2 separate regions of the Rattus norvegicus genome follow, and region 1 is linked to region 2. The links are chromatin contacts, called in public Hi-C maps. All regions are on one chromosome and are shown on one strand. The core of a region is the stretch at or near the end of the contact, and the rest is flanking DNA. Distances in the headings are between cores, read along the strand shown.

Region 1 (2,700 bases), core at 81-2,580, 99 kb after region 2:
TGAACTCTTACTCCATCTTGTGGTGTTATAGAATTATATCAAAGACTTGAATTACTAATATCCATACATTTCCCTGTTACTAGTAAATTAGACTGAGCTGTTTCATTATTGGAAGGGAAACACTAAATTTTCGTTTACATGTGTGGCCAACATAAACTATGTAGTTAAATCACTGGTAAAGAGGTCCTGCCTGGGATCCCAGTAGAGCATTCTCTTATAACAAACAAGTTACCACACAGCTGGGCAGATAGGCAGGCTAGGAACCCTGAAGCAGGAAAACAAGACTGGGTGCTCATTGGTTAGACTGTATTTTGTCTGATTAGTGGCTTCTGATGCAGACTTAGATAAGTCCTTGGGGACGTTATGGTTAGAAAAGAATAGAACCCCCATTTTCCTAGAAAATACAAACCCAAAATGACCATATTTATACCAAACTATTCAGAAGTAATGTTTTTCTGGCCTTAATAAGGTATAAAGAATTTGTTCCAAGCTTAATTAAGAACCATGTTGGGCTGCAGAAATGATGGGTTGTGTGTGTAGCTGCCCTTACAGATAACAGAGTTTGAGCCCCTCAGACCGCACATCAGCATTTCATGATTACCTAAATCTCCAGCTTTGGCTTCTGTGGTCACCTGCACACATGTGCACAGTAGTAAGAATAAAATACTTAAAAAATCATCTATATCCTTTTACTGTTTGCCATTCTTTAAAATATGTTACCAAGGATTGAGCCAAGCCTCTCTTTCTAAGCAAGTACTCTAAATCTCTCTACATCCCCAGCCCTGCTTCCAATAATATTTTTCTCTTGGCCAATGAAGGAAGAGTTTGGCTAATAGAATGCTTTCTAACAACACCTATTACTGCAGCGAATTCTAAGCCAGAATGCCATTGCTTTTGTATTTTTCCAGGTGATTCTGAGGCTATGAAGCAATCTGTTTTTCAAGGTGGGTGTTTTGTTTTGTCTGAGACAGGACCTCATTGTACAGTATATGCTGAACTTGAATCCAACCACTCTGTGCTTCAGCATAGCCACGGCCCGCCCCCGACCTACCAAGGCACCACACCCATGGTGTTTGAAAAGATATTTGATTTTTATTATAACGTAGCTATCTCAGTCCCGTAATGTTTAACGTCCAAATTGGTTTGCAATTACCTATCACTAAGTATAATCTAAGGCATGAGCTTTGAGGAGAATGATCCACATAAATTAGCAGACTCCTGTGGGTTTAAGGTAAGAAATTAGCAGCTGCGACTGTGAAACTGCTGTCTGTGGAGTTCAGGCTCCTTCAGTCACAAAGTCCTGCTTATCTCGGGGTGTTGCCAGAACCCGAGCAGAGAAATTGACACAGCGCCTGAGATGAGGAGCCCCATGTAAACAGCTGCCAAGACAGCTCTGACTGGCCAAGGCACGATCCCTCTAGGAAGTTACAAATGTCCCTTTAAGTGTTCTGTGTAATCAGTATACTTAAAGCTCCTGTCCTTTGTACTGTGCTTGCCTGCGGATAACTTAGGACTGTTTTTCCAGCCTTGTTTGTGGCAGGTTCACCTGCTTATCAGAAACAGGACTGAACAGCTGACTAGGGTGAGTTCCAGGAAGTGTAGGTACGGGGTTATGAATTGGAAACACTGCCACACTCCATGCCTGGCAGATGACCCTCCAGGAACTGGACATGAGACTGTCTTGCCGTGGTCCCTCCCATCCAGCAGGGGCACCACACATTCTAAGCTGAACTTTTCCTGCTTTACAGAACTCGTGTTTTTGTTCACGTTTAAGAATTTGCCCCAGGAGTTCTTCTATAGCTTTTATAACAACTTTAACAGTAGCTGGTTTCCTATCTTCTGTAAATCAGTTTTATTACCCGCCTTTTCCTCTACTTAGGCTGAAACTGATTTAACAGACACCCTAAGTCATGACCAGCCCCAGCCTGCTTCATTCCCATTGTATATTTTAGTAAGCTTTACTGGTGTTAATGTTCAAAATTATAGTATAGACTTTAAGAGGCCCAGGTGAAGTCATTCATATACTCTGTAGTTCGCTAGTAGTAAAAAATTCTTTTAAAAAAGACAATTTATTATACTTATCTGAGTACACTGTAGCTGTCAGCCACACCAGAAGAGGGCATTGGATCCCACTATTGGAGAGCCAGCATGTGGTTGCTGGGAATTGAACTCATGACCTCTGGAAGAGCAGTCAGTGCTCTCAACCACTGAGCCATCTCTCCAGCCCTATAAAAGTTGTCTTTCCCCTTTTGAGTTAGGGACTCATGCAGCCTAGATTGGCCTTGAACTTACTATTAGCAGAGAGGAGCCTGAACTTCTGATCCTCCTGACTCCACTTCCTGAGTGTTAGCCTGAGGGAAGCATGCATCACACACTTTTCTCGAGTCTTCTTAATGCTTAAAGATTCCATAAAATGCAAACTTGCTGTGCTATGTGGGCAGCACCTTCACTTTGAAATACCAGTGTCCTGGAAACAGTTTTAATGGCTGTTTCTGAAGCACTGTGTTCTCCCGTCTTGACTGGGTTTGAACTGTTAATGCCTAAATCATGCCGAGCTGATGTAGTACTGGCTCAAATGGTCACAGCAAAGGTGTTTTGAGGAAGAAGAATTAGCAGGGGAGTTATGGTTCCGTCAAAACTTGGTTTTCCATCAGAGTCGGCTGCTGCAAGTAAGGGCCAGAAATGCTGTCTCCTGGCCAC
Region 2 (2,700 bases), core at 121-2,620:
ATCCAATTCCTCCGGTAATCTGGGGCACCTGCACAATTGTACACACAAATGCACACACGTACTCACATTCCTGTAATTAAAAATAGAATAATTCATGCTGGGTGAGGCAGTGCACTTCTTTAATCACAGCATTTGGGAGGCAGAGGCAGGCAGATCTAAAAAAAGACATCTAGACGGAGAGACTGAATGTACAAAGCCTACTGGGTGTGGTCCTTAAGCTTTAATACCAGCCCTAGGAACTCTAAAAGAATTCTTTAAAAAAAGTTCAAGACTGCCTGGTGCCTAGTACTCACGCCTGTAGTCATCCCAACATTTAAAAGGCTGAGGCAGGTGCATTCCTTTGAGTTCAGAACCAGACTGGTCTAAGTCGATGGCTTCCAGGGCAGCCTGGACTATAGTAGTACGCTGTCTCAAAAGCAAGGGGAAAAGAAAGCTCACGGCCAACCTCGAGATCGAGGTCAACTTGTGCTACCGAACATCTAGTTTGAAAACATCAAAAGTCATTGAAAAAGTGAAAAATGAAAAAGGTGGCGAAATGTTAAGTGTTTGCTTTACTCAAGAGAACTCAAGCATTTCGTTGTCTGTGGGTTAGAATCAGGACGGACAAGTAAGTGCACTTGTCACTTAATGTCACTTAATGTCGCGGCTGAGTCTTCACCTGAACTTGGCTGCGGATCAGGAGTGCCTACGGAGTCCACAGCGTTAGCGGAAAACTTTTCCCGGGTCCTAAGGACCCACCCTCCTGAAGAACCTGAAGCGCAATATGGGCTTTCTAATCCTCCCGGTTCCGGAGGAGAGTCCTCCTTGTCCCTGGGTCACAGATGTCGGGTGCTCCCCAAGAGTGCAGGTTCAACCTCGCTGGCCGCTAGGGCGGGGCCCTCATCAAACCACGCCCGCCGCACTCGCGAAGACTCCTCAGGCCGCGGTCGCCCGCAGCGTTTAGGGATGCCAGTGAGTAGGCATGTCACTCTCCAGGGTGCCCGCCCCCTACCCTGCCTCGTCCTCTACCCGCCCCGCCCCTCACCCTGACTGGCCCTCGCCCTGGTCCTTGGGCACCTCGCCTACCGAACGCTGATTCTCTTGGCTGTCTTGCCTTTATCACGCCCCGCCCATTGGCCCGCCTCGCCCTCTGCGCGCCCCGCCTCTTGGACGCCTCCGCCTCCGCACGCCCAGCCCATCGGCCCGCCTCGGCCTATAAACGCCCCGCCTATTTGACCACCCCGCCCATTGGCCCTCCTCGCCCTCCGCACGCCCCGCCCAGTTGCCTTCCTCGCCCTCTGCACGCCCCGCCCCCGACTGCCTCGCCCTCTGCACGCCCCGCCCTCTGGGGCAGTTACCGGCTAAGGCCGCGCGCGCCTCCGCGGCTCGCCAGAGATCCTTCAGACTGGCTGGAGCGCCGCGTCGTCGCCCGCGCCCGCTGAGGGCTCGCGGCTCGGGCGCGCCCGGCGCGTGTGGCGAGCTCCAGCCGTGCGCTGCGACGAGGCCGGGCGGCGGGCGGTTAGCGCTCCGCTCGGCGGGCGGGGAGGACGGGCACGCCGGGCGCTGCACGCCTCGGCGGGCAGGTTCCGCGTCCCAGGACCGAAGCGGGTCGGTGCCCCCGTGTGGAGAGAGGGGCGGCCGGGCTCCCTGGACCCGGACGGCCCCAGGCTGGGCAGGAGGCTGGGGCCAGGGGCCGGCCATGTCCGCTCGCGCCCCGGTGCCCGCCGCTGCCCCCCGGGAGGACCCGCCCGCCGTGGCCGGAGACCGGGACGCGCTGTTGGCAGCGGCGAGCCGGCGGGCGGAGCAGCCGGCGCCCGGCGAGCGGGAGGGCAAAGAGGCGAGGGAGGAGCGGGCCGCGGCCGCCACCAGCGCGGGGGCGCGGGGAGAGCCGTCGCCGGCGCTCGTGCTGGGACACAGCGTGCCGCAAGCGGCCGTGCCCGTGAGGCCGCTGGCGCTGCACCTGGCGCACAAGGCGCGTGCGCCCGGGGGTCCCTTCGGCGGGGAGGCCCCGCCGCCGCCGCCGCCACCACCACCGCCGCCGCCACCGCCGCCGCCGCCAGCACCTCGGGACCCACCGGAGGACGTCCGTGAGGACCCAGCGGCAGCCGGCCTCGAGGACAAGCCGCCGCCGCTGCCAAAGGGGAACCCGTGGACCAAGAAGCTGCCTCAGCACCTGTCCCCGGTGGGCACCGGCGTGCCGCCGCCCGCTCAGGACTCCCCGGAGGCCGGTGAGTGCGATCCGCGGGAGGTGTTTGGTTCCTAGGTGTCATTCACTGTGCCGATTTACATAAATGGACATGTGGGAGAGGGAGCGACAGGAAGAGGTGGGACCTCAGGTTCTCCTTGACGGGTAGGGGCACGGCGTGGGTGACTGGGCAGCGCGGCCGTGTTGGGCTCGTGCCTTCACGTGTCGGCGTCCTGGACGCGGTGAATACTGTGGAAAAGTTTCCGCGAACTTGCCACAGAGTGGAAGCGAGTCGGGACGAGCCTGCGTGTGAGTAAGTGGAAGCGCGATCGGGCTCGCTCCTGAGGTAAAGTTGGTGAAACGAAAGTCTCAAAAAGCTGCCAGGTAGATGTGGCTCTGAAGGCAGCTGGTATTAGGTGTTTTTCGGTTGTGTTTCAGAATGCCTGAGATAGGACAGTTGACTGGGAGTCTGGATTGCACAGCTGGTCCCACGGTAGCCTGCCTGCGCGTTAGAAATTGGGCTGTGCCATTGCGCT

The links. Hi-C and Micro-C count contacts between places; a contact is called where the count stands out from the background.
Region 1: a contact with region 2 is called in a Hi-C map of liver, with 5 times the contacts expected there. The contact joins the enhancer-like site here to the promoter of Larp1b in region 2. A contact is called at or near these places in 4 of 12 Hi-C or Micro-C datasets (Schwann cells, hepatocytes and liver).

Annotation. Positions count from the first base shown.
Region 1 is chr2:125,961,496-125,964,195 of GRCr8, forward strand. No RefSeq gene overlaps it. Among named protein-coding and RNA genes, the nearest start is that of Larp1bl, 27 kb to the left of the region's middle. Within about 2 kb of position 1,331, at least 2 of the 93 cell types and tissues checked have an H3K27ac peak or open chromatin away from gene starts, as enhancers often do. A contact at or near this core is called in liver, where this site is marked.
Region 2 is chr2:125,862,627-125,865,326 of GRCr8, forward strand. It overlaps Larp1b (La ribonucleoprotein 1B), which reads left to right and starts at 1,371. Exons shown (of 10, transcript NM_001415051.1): 1 at 1,371-2,207. The coding sequence starts at 1,679.